Regions from separate parts of the Mus musculus genome. Here all the other regions are linked to region 1. A link is a contact called in public HiChIP or PLAC-seq and promoter capture Hi-C data. All regions are on one chromosome and are shown on one strand. Each heading gives the region's core, a stretch centred on a gene start, on an enhancer-like site or on the middle of the called end of the contact. The rest is flanking DNA. Distances are from core to core; before and after follow the strand shown. Region 1 holds the start of Napepld (N-acyl phosphatidylethanolamine phospholipase D). Region 2 overlaps Gsap (gamma-secretase activating protein). Region 3 overlaps Ccdc146 (coiled-coil domain containing 146). Region 4 holds the start of Fam185a (family with sequence similarity 185, member A). Region 5 overlaps Fam185a (family with sequence similarity 185, member A).

Region 1 (2,895 bases), core at 184-2,683:
AGTTTTGGAATCAGAATCTGTCTGATCGAGTTTGGAATTGTGGGTGGAAAAGGAAACATGATAAATACACTAGAGATGTTTGTCTCTTGGACACTTGCTATATAATTCGTGAAGGGATGAAGCCTGTAAAAATATTAACAAAATAAAATCTTTGAAAATTATGACTGTATTTCCAATTGACTTACACCCATTTCAAACCCTCGATTCCTCTTAGATTCTGATTTTAAATGCACATTTTTGCCCTAAATCTTTAACAGAGCTAACATTTCCTTACAACAAAAATCAAACTATTTTTTTTAATTAGACTGTTGTAAGATACAAGTAATCACCCTTTTAAAGATTATGTAACTTCTTTCTAAATCATGTTGTTACCACTAACTTCTACCCAATGTGACAAAACAGAACTGTTATACGTCCATCTGTTAATAAAGATGAAAATTATTTCTTAATTTAAGAGAAGTGTGTTGCAAAAGTGGCTTTCTGACTTCATGCTAAGCCAAAACCACCCATGCAAGTCACAGCATAACAACGTATAAACAGCCTACAGTAAGGGCAAAGCAAGAATCCCAGACTTTTTTTTTTTTATGTTGTTGACTTTTCTCAATCCCTTAATGTTTTCTGGGTCTGACTGTTAGTACACATTATCCAGGTTCCACTGGAGACCTTGAACGCATATTCACAACAACCGGGTTCATACCGCGCTCCTTGGGAAGAGGAGTCCATATGAACCGCCATCAAGAATAGCCGATCTAATGAGCAAACACAGTACAAAAGAAAGAAAAGGAAAAAGAAAAGAAAGAAAAAGGTCTATTGCCATCCTTCTCTAATCCCGCCTCGTACTTTTATTCATTCTGTGGTTAAATAAGTTACTCTTACTTTAAGAAAAACGGCAATAATGCTTTGGGGATGGATTTTTTTAGGACATAAATACTACACCGAAGCTGAAATAAGTTGCTCTGAGCAAGTTGTGGACCCCATTCATTTACATACAACCAAATGAAGATACACCCACTTGTATTCCTATCGTGGAGCTGTAACCAGGGAGTCTGCAGCAGGAAGGGTAGATCTTAAATCCCAAATACAGCTACTTCCCTCTGGGCGCCTAAAAACGCGGTGGCTCTTCACGTAAGCGGATCCAGAGATGCAAGCTCCGCAACTCCAGAGGTGCGGTAATTCAAAAGAAGCCTGCCACTCACAAGTGCATCTCCAGGAGGAGGCAGGGCTTGGGTGCTAGAAACCTACTCGAAACCCGCTGCACTTCACCGAGGTATCCGAACAGCCCCAGAAAGGCTGTTCCACGCAGATATCGAGACTAAGGAGCAAACCAACGAAAAGGAACCGCGGTCGCCGAACCGCCTCCCGCGAAGATCCAGGCTAACAGCAGGGAGGCTCACCCGCAGGCGCTCAGGTTCCCGGGAAGGCGGCGCGCTGTATGTGGGCGGGGCCATGCCGGTGGGCGGCGCTGGAAGGCGGGGGGCGGAGTTGGTTAGAGGGCGGGATGAAGCGAGGCTGCTGGACGGAGCGGAAGCTCGAGGGGCGGAGCCATCTTGCGAGGGTGGAGCGAAGGGGCGGGCTCACCTTGCGCGGAGCGCAGGCAGGCGCGCGCTGCGTCGCGTCTCCTCGCCTGAGGGCCTCGGCTCTGCGGGCCCAGCCGCTCTACGCCCTCCTCCCGCGTCTCTCCTCCCTCGGCCCGGCCACCCCAGCTCCGCTGAGGACACCAACAGCTGCACGCAGCGCCTCAGCACGCGCCGCCTCCCCATCTTTGGTGGCGGTCGTCTCTGACCATGCGGTCCCAGGCTGCAGCCGGGTCATACCGGGAGCCACCCCCTGCCTGGCCTTTACCAAGATGGCTGCCCCGGAGGACAGAGGCGCAGAGGCCTCGAGGCCATCTTGGTAAAGTCCGCGCAGCGAGCAGAACTGATACCGCAAAGCTCTCTGACCAGTTTGGCTCCCAGCCTTCCAGGTCACGTGAGCTCATTCCTTGACAGTTGCTAAACCCAGAAGAATCTGGTTGCCCAATGTGCCTGTCGTGGCCCACTATGTACAACAGCACTGACAGTCTTGACTAAAGAGCTCGGTTACAGACACTGATTATATATAGTGAGTACTGAGTATAAATGGCTCCACTACCTTGTGTACTCAGTTACATTTTAAATTATGTCAGCCTTCGGCATATAATGTTCTAAATGTCTGGCTTTTTGAAATCTCAGGATAAGATCAAAACATAAAATTACAATTCTGAAATTCTTAACTGGTTGAAATTATTTCAAGAGATAACTTGCAAAGTCATACAGAATTCAATGGTAAATAGATAGGCTGACAGTTTAAATACTCTTGAAGGTCTTTGTGAGATATATTCATAGACCAGAACTAAATAGATTGTGTCTGAGATTGTGTTAGCAAAAAGAAAAGAAAGACCAGGCATTAGTACAGATACGCTAGGAATATGCAAACCAAACTATAATGCATTTAGAAAGTGACTATAGCTATCTAATACTGCAGGACACTATCGATGTATACTTGATTTCCTCAGGGTAGTTTGCAGTTGTAACTGATTGTTTTCCTTTTGCTAGTTTTAAGTGTAAAACTAGCAAAAGTTTAAAGTTTATTCCTGATAGCTCTTTTGCGCCTGGGTGGGGCTGAATAATTCTCGACATGCATTAGCAAATTTTAAAAAAGAAGGGAAGACACACTTCAAATTCAACCCCAAAGGACAGACTGCTATTACTGCTTCGATTCCTAGCATCCTTGCTAGGGAACTTTAAACATGTCATTTCTTGCCCTTATTCCATCAGTCACTGTGAACACATTTTATATACACAAAAAATGGGTCTGCATTGTCATGCTGTTTGGATAAATTTCTGATACAATAATGCTTAAATCATTTGACTCTTC
Region 2 (2,895 bases), core at 183-2,682, 430 kb before region 1:
TATCTACAGACATCACCATGATGGCACTCACCAGACCCCCATAGCTACAGACATCACCATGATGGCACTCACCAGACTCCCATATCTATAGACATCACCATGATGGCACTCACCAGACCCACATATCTACAGACATCACCATGATGGCACTCACCAGACCCCCATAGCTACAGACATCATCATGATGGCACTCACCAGACCCCCATATCTACAGACATCACCATGATGGCACTCACCAGACCCCCATATCTACAGACATCACCATGATGGCACTCACCAGACCCCCATATCTACAGACATCACCATGATGGCACTCACCAGATTCCCATAGCTACAGACATCACCATGATGGCACTCACCAGACCCGCATATCTACAGACATCACCATGATGGCACTCACCAGACCCGCATATCTACAGACATCACCATGATGGCACTCACCAGACTCCCATAGCTACAGACATCATCATGATATCCTTCAACATTAAATATACAGTAGTATAGAGTTTTATTATTTCAAAAGTGGTTATATTCTTCAGTCACTAATAATTCAAAGATTTAAAAGCCAACTAATTCTGTTTTTTGAGAGAATTTAACAATTATTGTGAAATGAGTTTATGTTATCATTTTGATTCCTGGGTTTTGGAAGTGAATAAGCCTAGAAGGGAAGCCAGCCTGTTCCAGTTGTTCTGAGTTACAAGTACATTTCTGACGGGACACAGTGTGGTGACACCACCCAGGCCAGGAGAATCGCTCTCCAGGGAGGAAATGGCTTCCTGCTGAGCCAACCAACTTGGAAGTCCTTAGTTTTGGGAAGTGAATTGTAGTTCTCTCTATTGTAAATGGGAAGAGAAAAGAGGAGAGGCTAGGCTCTCAATTTGCAACTTCTCGTGGGTGTCCCTGTTCTGTGAAAGATGGAGTTGCTCGGAAATGCCAACACCCAAGAGGCATGGAGTGAGGCATGTGGTCCCTGCTGCAGGACGGCAGACAGTGCCTGCTGTTCAAGTTAATGCTTTTTTTTTTTTTTTTTTTTTTTTTTTGTCTCCAGGTCTACGGCTTGAAGGGGTACTGGGCAAAGCTGAACTCCAACCTTGAGTACATTAAGTATACAAAACCTCACTTGCACTATCACAACAGCGTCGTGAGGAGGGAATGGCATAACCTGATCTCTGAAGAGGTGAGCACACAGCTAGCAGTGGAGGCTGGCCCATGGTGGCCACGCAGTCCTCTGTCACCACCCGCATCACCTCACTGACAACCCAGTGGGCAGGGAGGACTGCTCTATACTGTTTGTTCTTAGAGGAGGAAATTGGAGTAGGGGGAGGAAGGCAAATGTGGCTCATTTATAGTCGAAGAGCAATGAGTGTACACTGTAGTACGTAAATCTACACACATGGCAGAGTGGCATAGAACTAGACACATACTGTGCATATCCACTTCCTGATTTTGATATTGTAGTGCAGCTATATCAGATAGAAGCATTAATGGAGAGAGGATGAAGGGTCCAAGGGACCCCTGTACTACTGTTGCATAGAGTTCTTTGAGAATAAAGTTTAATTTAAAAAAATGTGCTCTCCTTAACATGGAAAATGATATTATTTTTAAACCCTTTAATAGATTGCTATTTGTTCTTGCTGTTAATAAAAAAAAGCTATCCAGGAAAATCTCACCTTCCATTATCCTGACGTGTTCTCACCCCTAGAGAACGGGCAAAAGGAGATCCACAATGTACGTGAGGAACATTCTTGAAAACGCAATGAAGTAAGTATGATCTGGCTATCATGGACCTGGCTGGCTGCCTGTGTGGTCAACTCTCAAGGAACTGCTGTCCTTGGCTTCCTGTAGACCACTGGGTGCTGGAGTGTCTAGAGGGAGACACTTCTATAGGCACACACCCTATAGAGGACCACTTATGATGGATAATGGTAAAGTCGGCTTTTATAAGTGAGTACTGGCAATGAAAGACATAGTAGTTTGATTTGCTTTAATTGTTGGTGGGCTGGGTTGGTGGAACTTGCTCTTATTTTGAAAGCATATTCTCTGGGTAGATGAGTCATCTCAGAGAACTAAAAGTGCAGGCCTCAGTCCGGCCTCTGTTCTGTTTTTAGCCTTCGTTATTTCCAATAACTGACAGCTGCAATTTTTCTAAATAATTGCTGTTGTTGGCTCTAAAGGGCTTTGAGATTCGTAATTGCTTAATGTTCCTTTCAGTACACTGATTAAAGTTTTTGAGTTTTCAGGTAGCCAGAGAATGGTTTCTGCATGGTTTTTGGGGCTTTAGAGGGGAAACATCTGCATGGTGCTGTGGCTTGAAGTTTTTAAAGTGATGCTTCTGTTGGAGATAACACAGAATTTCTTTGCAGGGTGATTGCTAGCATGGAAACGAGGACACTGGGTAAGAAAAGACCTGTGTTAAAGTCGGATCTCGGTCGCAACCTTGTTCTTCCTAACCAATGGGTTGGCAAGAAAATCATTCCCAGCAGTACAGTGGAGAGTAGTGGATGGCAACAGCTCTTAGTTCACCCTGTCAGGACGACCACATAGCTCTGTTACTGTCTGTCTTAGCACTGGGACCTCCAGGGTCAGCAGCCAAGTATGTTTTTGCTGAAGGAGTCTCTGGGTCTTCTCCTCTCACAGCTGATCTAATTAGCATGGCTGCTGGCTGTACCCACAGGGTATACTTGGCAGGAGCTGCTTTCTCTCCAGCTGTGCTCACACAAGTCTCTGATGGGCCTTCTATTTAGTTCCCATCAGGTCATACCCTGGGTGTGGTCCTAGGGGAGCAAAGATGGGCCATTGGATAAGCAGTATCGTTCAGTGGCGTGGACACCTCCTTAGAGTCTAGAGCTAGCTGTCACATGCCAACCATAAGCTAGCTGTCACATGCCAACATTG
Region 3 (2,895 bases), core at 169-2,668, 380 kb before region 1:
GAGAGCCCTGAGCTTAAACAAATGGAGATGTTGTGTTTTCATATCCACCTCTAGTAGAAGCCTTTGATTCATGGCTTGTGCCTGAGTGAGCGCATCCAAAGACACTTTCAGGAGCAGCTCTGTCTTCTTCAGATTCCGAAAATCTCGTTCTTTCTCTCTTTGCTTACGAGAAAGTTCATCATGGTAGTTCTGCTTGTCGATGAGACAGTTCCGTAGATTGATATCCAAGATCCCTCTGTTCAGATCAAGCGTGAAGATCAAAGTGACTTGTCTTATACAGTTTTCTAAGCTTATCAAAGACAGCATGCTCAAGGTTATACACAGAAGTTTTTTCACATTACAACCATAAACCATAAGTGAAACCCAAATCAGCTACTTTTGTGTGTTGGTATCATTTAGAAGTATAATCTTATAAATTAAATGTAATGATAGGCTGGGGAGTCATGGGTTTCGAGTTTCCTTCCTTGAAATTTTACTTTAACGTAAGAAATAAAGTAAAGGCCAGTGGTAGAGCAATTGCCTACCAGGGCAAAGTCCCAGGTTCAACCTCTAGCATTTAAGAAAAGTCAGGGGATAGGAGAGTCTATAGTTGGAAAAGGCTTGCCACACAAACAGGATTTGAGCCCCCTATATCCATGTAACAAGCTTTAACTGATAGAACCCACTTGTAATCTGAGTGCTGGGGAGGCAGAGACAGCCAGATCTCTGGAGCTCACTAGCCAGCTAGCCTAGCCTAATCAGGGAGTCCGAGGTCCTAAGGAGAGGCTCTGTCTCAAAAGACAAGGTGGATGACACAGAGGTTGGCCTCTGATTTCTATGAGCTCATGAATACATGTGGATACCCCACCCACACATACACAGAGTCGGAAGTAAAATATTCCAGTATGGAATCACACCATGAAATCTCCCTCATCCAGAAAATGCTGGGATTATGTCAGAAATACTACTCACTGATTGGCAAGTGTCTGAATTACTTGCATATTTCAGCAATATAGTTCCCCATAAACTTACAGTCAACAATAGATTTTATTCCTAAGTTCAGAATCATAGAATTGAGGAAATTTTAATTAAAGAATAGGAAAAATATTTCAAAGTGCTTTGATGGTACATTTAATTAATGGTTAAAAATTGACTTATAATTCTACAACTTGTTATTGAAACAGCATACAATCAATTGGTAATATTTTGAATCTTCAGGACATCATTGATTAAAATTTAAATGACAGAATGTGCAGAAATATAAGCAACCTTTCAGCTAGCGAGGAGGCTTCGTTCTCTTTGGTTAGTTCCAATAGTTTAAGCAGTTGGCCATACTCTCGTTCTTTGACTTCTAGTAAGGTTCGCTTGCCCTCAACTTCCTTCATTATGTCATCCCTTTCTTCCGCAAGAGTGTTGACTTTGTTTTCAAGCTTCTTTAAAGAGTCACTTAGCTCTTTCAACTCAGATTCCAAGACAATATTTTTCTTCTCTGTTTCTCTGTAGGGAGTACACACAGAAGCAGAAGTAAGAGGGCTTATTTTGAGTTCATGCTGTCTCTACCTATTATCAGACAAAAATATACTAGTCACAAGTTTACTGAGCTTAGAAGGATGTAAAGGTCAAAGATAGGAGATACTTGGAGGTGTGATTGTTAGCTTTCTTCATCAACTTGAATTGCATGGGAAGAGATTCTCAGTGAGGAATGATCTCCATTGGGTTGGCCAATGAGCTTGTCTGTGGGAGACTGTCTTAAGTAAATTGATGTGGGAAGACACAGCCCACTGTGTGTGGCACCATTCCTTAGGCAGGGAGATCCTAAATTGTATAAGAGGGAAGAGATCAAGCTGAGTACAAGCAGGCAGAAGCATATAAATTCTTTCCCATCTCTCTGCTCTTGACTATGTGTGTCATGATTACTGTTGGAAATTCCTGCTTTGATATCCACTCGATGATGGACTGTGTTCTGGAAATGTAAGCTGAAATAAACTGCTTTCTTCCCTAAGTTGTTTTCTGTCAGGGTATTTCATCACGAGAGAGAGAGAGAGAGAGAGAGAGAGAGAGAGAGAGAGAGGGGGGGGGGGGGAGGGGGGAGGGAAAGGGGAGGACAGAGGTGGAGGGAGAAGGAGAAGGAAAGGGAGAGGGGAGGGAGGGACAGGGGATAACTTCCTAGAATGCTCCTGAAAACAGGCATTTGCCCATTCTCTTTTCTCCTCAGATGGCACTCTGTCACCTGTGGTTTCTGCTCCCATTGTGACTAGCCTCCAGGACCAGACTTGACTCCATTAACTTCCCTTCTGGTGACCTTGGGTTTTAGAATCACCACTGCTCCATTTTCCTGTATTCTTTTAAGAGCAGTTTCTAGAGTAATCACGTTATTTCTCAAGAATATTTTTATATGCACCAATCTTGTATTTCTTTTTGATCACTGAAATCCTAAGAGCTTCTCAGCAATCTTCATACTCAAGTCTGCTCTAGTTGTCTGAGGGTGAATCTATGCAAAGGGAGGAATTGCCATCATTTGGGCTGCGGTTGTCTGAGCATCATTTGGGACCATGAAATTTAAGTTCAAATGGTTAATCCCCAGCCTTGATGAAGTCACTGGTGGTCTCCATAGAAACAGAATTTATAAGTTGAAATAGAATTATTATCATTTGCTGTATTATTTTCTTTTAAAGAACATGAATCATAGAGCCCATATGGGACCAAGATCAGGTATTTTCAAGATTATAACTTGTAAATATTATAACATAGACACACATTATTTGGGAGAGGTAGCCTAGGAGGGATTTAGAATAAAAATATTAAACCATACACTTTTTTGCGTGTCATTTTTTCTATCTCCTTTGTAATTTGTACAGGAACACTTTGATGGTGGACCACGTCATCCTGGTAAAGAAATACAATCATGGTAAGTTG
Region 4 (2,895 bases), core at 148-2,647, 280 kb before region 1:
ACAAGTGAACACCATCACACTGGACTTGCAATTAGTTAAATCTGTATGTAAGGAATTTAGGGAATTATTTGTAGAATGGGGAGAAGAATAGGCAAATATGGCTGAAATAATGTCCACACCCCCCATTTCCCATTATCTTTACTGCCTACTGAATAATAAAAAAAAGAGTTAACTTATAGAGTTATTTAGCACAGTCTGTCTTATATCAAAACTGAAGAAACATTTCTTGTGCCATAGATAATACAACAGGACCAGGAAAAAATTCTGACATCCCCTAACAAGTCTTATGATCCAGAGAGAGAGAGAGAGAGAGAGAGAGAGAGAGAGAGAGAGAGAGAGATTTTATTTTACCATTAAGGCCAAGGACCAGTTGCAGGGAAAGAGATCAAGACTGTCCTCTAACCAAGTTCAAATGTCTCCAAATCTCTTAGCAACGTAGACATATGCCATTCCTAAAATACTTTGTTTTGTATACTGTGCACTGCTTTGTTGTCCATTGTTTCATTTGATAAATGTGGTAAAAACGAAAAAAAAAACTTCTACACAAGACAAGGAAGATAGTGTCATCATTTTATAAGCAAATAGTAAAACCCAAAGGCATCCAATGACTGGCCTAAGATTACTACTTACAGTTAAGAAAGAGCCAGAATTCTAACACTTTTTCTTTTCCTTTTTTTTCTTTTTTCTTTTTCGAGACAGGGTTTCTCTGTATAGCCCAGGCTGTCCTGGAACTCACTCTGTAGACCAGGCTGGCCTCGAACTCAGAAATCCACCTGCCTCTGTCTCCTGAGTGCTGGGACTAAAGGCGTGCGCCACCATACCTGGCTTCTAACACTTTTTCTATCTAGTATTTTTTACCTAAGTGGGAGTTCCCTTAAAGGACAGAGAAGGGAGAAAGCAACAGAACGTGTCTGTCCTCTCATGCTAAGGTCTCTTGTGAGGGGGATTCTCTATTCCCAGGGAATCCACATTAGTTTGGTGACCTTTGGTTCTAACTACCTAAAGAAAGTATTCCTAACTTTGAATCTGATTCCCATCTATAAACATGCTGTTTCTTACCCTTTCTTTTGGTCCTGATCCTTGTTTAAACTCTTATTTTTCTCCGTGTGTTTTGGTCCCTGGGGTCTCACTTCAAAACTTCACCCTCTCCTAAGAGTCGCGTCCTTGGTATCCAAAGTAACCACAGCTGAGTTTATCCCGTCCCTTCTACTCTTCCTATTGGTCAGTTACATTAACTTTTTTTCTTTCTCTGCTCTCTTGGCCAATGGGCTTGAAGCAACGGGAAAGCAACGAGGGGGGAGCGGGGGCTCCTCTACCAATCGGCTGTCAGTCTGTGTATTCAGCGCACTGTCTCCTGGGATATGTAGTTTCACAGTTACCAGAACACCTTGATGTTTGGCTCCTTTAAAACTACATATCCCGATGGCCTCCGCCAAAGGGGCGGAAATAGGTGACTTGTCCAGGTCAGGGTTTCAACTAGGCTCTTTGAAGTTTTAACTTTCCTACCGGGATTTAAGGCGTTAAGTACTGTGCTGGGGGCCTGGCTCGTTCTTCCTTGGCGGAGCCGTGCATGCTGTCCCCTTCGTGACTGACCCGAGGCAGCTCGTGGTTCTTGTGGTCCCGGGACCAGCGAGCCAAGGCTGAAGCGTTCCAAGGGAGAGCATGTTCGGCCGCCTCCCTCCTTGCGCGTCCCGAGTGCGGGCGGGCGCCTTGGTCGGAGCTCTCGGGGCTCGGACTTGCGGCTCCAGTGGGGCGCAGCGGCAGGGATCAGCGCCCGATGACTCTGGGGCCGGCCTGGCGCGTGGGGCTCTGAGGGAGTGGACGCTGCAGGTGAGCCCGTTTGGGCGACTGAGGGCGCGGCTCCCTTGCCACCTGGCCGTGAGGCCCCTGGATCCCCTTGCGCACCCGGATGGCGACCGCGTGCAGGTGGCGGTGTGCGGCGTGGAGCACGTGGCGCGCGGCCTGGACAGCCTGCAGGTCAAGTATGATGCTGATCGGCAGGAGATGGCCATTCTGTCGGACGACATCGACCCCCAGGCGTCGGTGGAGGTGAACGCGCCCGTCAAATTTGGCAAGTGAAGTGAAAAAGGGTTTGGGTCACAAAACTAATAGTGTTTAAGCGTTGGGTTTCCAATTAAGGAGGAAAATTAAAGCCGAGTGGAAGCTTGTATTGGAATAATCTGAGTCTAATTACATTGTGGAGCCATTAGCATCACAGTCATTAGCATCGTTCAGGGTTGAGGTTTCTTGATAACTATCCAGTGGTTTGGTAGCCCACATCTCGGGGCTCTGGTCCCTCGTCAGCTCTATGTATAGATGCTTCCAGCTAATCTAGAAAAACAAAAACAAAAACAAACGAACAAAAAACCTTGCTTTCCAACAGGTACCCAGGTTGGTAGATGTCTATTCATTTAGGCATAAGTAAATTCTCTGCGAATACAAACTTTGAAGCAAGACACATAGTTAAGACTGTCTGGGGAAATTCATAATAGTACCTGCAAAACGTATTTCTTAGGCATCTGAGTCCCGTTATTTTATTTCCCAGATGCAAACCGCTGAGCACACATACTTTTCTAGAAAGGGTTCTGGGGCTCTCATTCTTCCTGGAACTGAAGGATGGTGTTGCTGATGATAGCAATAGCACCGTTTACCTCTTCTAAAATTATTTTATATTAACCCTCACAGTTGCTCGGTAGGGTGGATGCTTTTGTCACCGTTTCAGATGAGGACATTGAAGTAAAGGAAGTATAAGATACATACTGTGACTGAACAAACAAAGGCCCCGTGCGTGGTGACATTATGAAATTTGCTTCCTTAGGTGTCTTTCCACCTTAAATACAAGTAGGCAGGGCTAGGATGTGAGCTGTTAGGCTTCGTTGCTTCTCAACTTCTAAC
Region 5 (2,895 bases), core at 146-2,645, 260 kb before region 1:
TTCCATGCATGGCCTGCTCATTTCACTTCTTAGTAAGGCTGGATATCAGTGTCTATACATTTTGGCAGCACTCCCACGTTTTAGAAGTAAGCACAACTTATTAAGTTGTATTAGAACGTGGTTACTGCTAGTCATGCTAGCAAGTAACACATCAGCAAATAGTCTTCTGTTTAAAAAAAACAGTGTACGTAGGTAATTAGAATAACCTTTGCACCTCAACTCAATGACTGAGCCTCAACAGTCCCTACATTGATAACATGTATTGAACCTAAAGTAGAGCAGAGCTCTACATGAGTAGTACTGCAGTAGTGAGTAGTAATAATTTGTAATTTCATGTTTTAAATGACTTTTAATAAGCATTACACTTCTATGGGATCATAATTAAGGCATTTGTTTGGTTGGAGCCCACCGCTCACCCCTGCTCAAGCACAAGCTGGGAAAAGCCATCTGCCCTCCTTCTCCCAACCCAGTCCGCACTGAAATAACTCTAAAGAAAGTGTCCAAAAGGCACTCCTGGCAGCCAGTGCAACGTGCCTTCTGACATGACCACCTACCCAAATGCCCTCCCAGCTGCCTAGCTTCTGACCATGCTCCTGGCTCACACGTCATCACACCTCACCTGAGAACTAGAAAACTTCCCTGCCTTTCCTCAGCCCTGTTCTTGGGGACTGTAATCAACTGGGGAGTTGTGCCAATTAAACCTGCATTTATTTACTTATTTATTTATTCTGGTCTGATATAGCTTATATTGCATTTGGTAGAAAAGACATATTAGTATTATAAATAATATACAAGTAAGTTTTGGTGTAAAACAGTTCCCTACCAAGATAGATATTGATTGACCAACACTGCAGGAAAAACAACTGTTTTCTATTCTGCTTTACGCCATGTTCATATTCAATACATTAATGCTTTTTAAATATTTTATTTCTTTCATTTTAGACAGGTAGAATGGAATTTGGGGAAATTTACCACTAATTGAACACATTTCTAGATCTAATGATTAATGTAGCTGAAATAAATATTGCTAGTTATAAGAGTTTTGTTTTCTACAGTCTTTGAACATTTATTGGCTTTAATATGAAGTCAAGTATACTTCCTTACACGGTTTAAATAAGTCTCTTATGCACTGTTGCCGTAGGTAGGGTTTCCCTGAGAGAACACTGAGATGGAAATAAGAATGCAGTGTTTACTGGAGAGACTTCTTGGGCCCCATGCCATGTCAGGGCAAGAAGCCCCATCTCCATGGAGAAGGCAGACTATGATAGACTTTCAGCAGTCCCAAGTACAGCTCTGAAGCTGGCGAGGTTCCTCAGAGTTGCCTCAAGTTATAGTGAGGGAAACTGGAGTTTTATATCCCAGGTCATTAGATCCCAGCTGCTCCAGGAAGGAGTGTGATCTTGGGCCAAGACGGCTGTGTTCAGTTGAAGCAGTTTCCGAAGAGGGCTGTCCTCAAAGGGCTGTGTGCCAGCAGTTCTCTCCGCATCTATGAACAAAAGCCCTTCAGGTATAAAGGAGGCTCTACATGATGAATCATAGCCTCTGCTACGGTTAAATGTATTCATTGAATGCACTTATTGACTGGCTACCGTGTGCCAGGTATCTAGGAGCCAGGAGTGCAGAGTTGTGCAGGAAATGGTAGCCGTCTTTAAAGAATGCACAGTTGAGTGGAAGGACTTCTGTTTCACTTCCTCAGTCCCCTCCCACCTATCTGCTGGTGCTGTCCATTGTCACTCTGTGTCAAAGCAACTATCTCACAACTCCTTTTATAGCGTTGGTGCATGAGTAAGCAGGAATAGGAGGGGAATTTTATTCAGTTACTTCCATGTTATTCAGCCAGTTTCTCCCTCCATCCCTTGGTCCTTAGCTCTGTTTGTTTTCCAGTACAGGGAAAGAGATTAGAAAGAGACTCTAACTCATTGTGTACACCCAGTGCTTTGACTATTTTAAATCACTTAGGTAAACCAACATCGCTTGCTCCCTCTCCTGTGATTACCTGGCCTCCATCCTTGTTCCAAGAGCTTTTAGGAACGTGCTGTTGAAGCTTAAAGTATCAAGGTGGGATGGATGGAGGGGCAGTAAGGGTCATCCTAGTAAGACCCTGAACATATATTTCAGTGAATTCCTTGTTCTCACCCTCTCAGCAGATGGTTGTATAACACACACCATAAAAATATTGACTATATTTAAGCTTAATATCCTAAACTTTTTTTTCCAACATAATATTTTTATTAATTCTTTGATTGAGGATTTAACATCATACACCCCTACCAAGGACTTCCCAGTCCTTTCCTGCCCCTCACTCTAATGACCTCCCCCACAGCAAAAAAATAAAGATCAGTTTATGTTCTCTGTATTCTCACTGGGGCATGGTCAAACTCTCAGGGGCCTACTCTCTAAATAAAGCTGAGTCCTTCCAGTCCCTGCTGGAAGTCATCTCTCATGGAGGGCAATGCTCCAGCGTCCTATCACAGTTCTTAAGAGTTCTCTATGACAGCTTCCTGTCTAGGCTGTTGCTATTTGGGGAGGAAGGGAGGGGTTGTCACAGAAGTCTTCCATGTCCCTTTTTCTCAACTGTATCTGCAGTCATCTATATCACTGCAAAAGTAGCTTATTTACGCTTTATGGATCATAGGAGCATGGTCCCATAGTTTCTAATGTCAACACAGACCACTAACAGGGCTCCCAGTTGCTGTAGGGCCACAGACCCAGATAAGGCCCACTGATGCAGCTGCAATCACAGACATCAAGATGGCTTCTGGACACAGCATAGTAACACAACACAGACCCAGCTGCAGTAAGACCACGGACCCAGACATGGCCCTTGGTGACATCACTGACCCAGACATCACCATGTCCTTAGGTGACCATGCAAGCCACCCACATTCAATGTGG

What was found. Promoter capture Hi-C pulls out the DNA fragments that hold promoters and counts their contacts. HiChIP or PLAC-seq counts read pairs in DNA pulled down with a chosen protein or histone mark. Capture Hi-C pulls out chosen DNA fragments and counts their contacts.
Region 2: a contact with region 1 is called in an H3K4me3 HiChIP or PLAC-seq map of bone marrow-derived macrophages, with 4 times the contacts expected there. The contact joins the enhancer-like site here to the promoter of Napepld in region 1. A contact is called at or near these places in 14 of 39 promoter capture datasets (the 3T3-L1 cell line, the C10 cell line, cranial neural crest and 9 more), 1 of 484 Hi-C or Micro-C datasets (uterus), 8 of 115 datasets of contacts at active chromatin or transcription factors (bone marrow-derived macrophages, cardiomyocytes, effector CD8 T cells and 5 more) and 3 of 9 other capture datasets (embryonic stem cells, liver and pancreatic islet).
Region 3: a contact with region 1 is called in a promoter capture Hi-C map of pre-B cells, with 2.4 times the contacts expected there. The contact joins the enhancer-like site here to the promoter of Napepld in region 1. A contact is called at or near these places in 5 of 39 promoter capture datasets (the 3T3-L1 cell line, the C10 cell line, the HPC-7 cell line and 1 more) and 1 of 115 datasets of contacts at active chromatin or transcription factors (pro-B cells).
Region 4: a contact with region 1 is called in a promoter capture Hi-C map of adipose tissue. The contact joins the promoter of Fam185a here to the promoter of Napepld in region 1. A contact is called at or near these places in 10 of 39 promoter capture datasets (the 3T3-L1 cell line, the C10 cell line, cranial neural crest and 5 more), 2 of 484 Hi-C or Micro-C datasets (CD4 T cells and large pre-B cells), 6 of 115 datasets of contacts at active chromatin or transcription factors (bone marrow-derived macrophages, effector CD8 T cells, forebrain and 3 more) and 3 of 9 other capture datasets (adipose tissue, liver and pancreatic islet).
Region 5: a contact with region 1 is called in a promoter capture Hi-C map of the C10 cell line. The contact joins the enhancer-like site here to the promoter of Napepld in region 1. A contact is called at or near these places in 11 of 39 promoter capture datasets (the 3T3-L1 cell line, 3T3-L1-derived adipocytes, the C10 cell line and 7 more), 1 of 484 Hi-C or Micro-C datasets (large pre-B cells) and 2 of 115 datasets of contacts at active chromatin or transcription factors (bone marrow-derived macrophages and pancreatic cancer cells).

What each region holds. Positions count from the first base shown.
Region 1 is chr5:21,699,963-21,702,857 of GRCm38.p6, forward strand. It overlaps Napepld (N-acyl phosphatidylethanolamine phospholipase D), which reads right to left and starts at 1,434. Exons shown (of 5, transcript NM_178728.6): 1 at 1,243-1,434.
Region 2 is chr5:21,268,854-21,271,748 of GRCm38.p6, forward strand. It overlaps Gsap (gamma-secretase activating protein), which reads left to right. Exons shown (of 31, transcript NM_175437.3): 20 at 1,049-1,177; 21 at 1,703-1,761; 22 at 2,364-2,395. Among named protein-coding and RNA genes, the nearest start is that of Gsap, 84 kb to the left of the region's middle. Within about 2 kb of position 1,433, at least 44 of the 459 cell types and tissues checked have an H3K27ac peak or open chromatin away from gene starts, as enhancers often do. A contact at or near this core is called in bone marrow-derived macrophages and uterus, where this site is marked.
Region 3 is chr5:21,316,738-21,319,632 of GRCm38.p6, forward strand. It overlaps Ccdc146 (coiled-coil domain containing 146), which reads right to left. Exons shown (of 19, transcript NM_029195.1): 7 at 2,792-2,865; 8 at 1,249-1,476; 9 at 49-235. Among named protein-coding and RNA genes, the nearest start is that of Fgl2, 54 kb to the right of the region's middle. Within about 2 kb of position 1,419, at least 1 of the 459 cell types and tissues checked has an H3K27ac peak or open chromatin away from gene starts, as enhancers often do.
Region 4 is chr5:21,423,506-21,426,400 of GRCm38.p6, forward strand. Fam185a (family with sequence similarity 185, member A) reads left to right here and starts at 1,398. Exons shown (of 8, transcript NM_177869.4): 1 at 1,398-2,071. The coding sequence starts at 1,663. Ccdc146 (coiled-coil domain containing 146) reads right to left here and starts at 1,172. Exons shown (of 19, transcript NM_029195.1): 1 at 1,060-1,172.
Region 5 is chr5:21,439,671-21,442,565 of GRCm38.p6, forward strand. The region is part of intron 4 of Fam185a (family with sequence similarity 185, member A); the gene reads left to right. Among named protein-coding and RNA genes, the nearest start is that of Fam185a, 16 kb to the left of the region's middle. Within about 2 kb of position 1,396, at least 53 of the 459 cell types and tissues checked have an H3K27ac peak or open chromatin away from gene starts, as enhancers often do.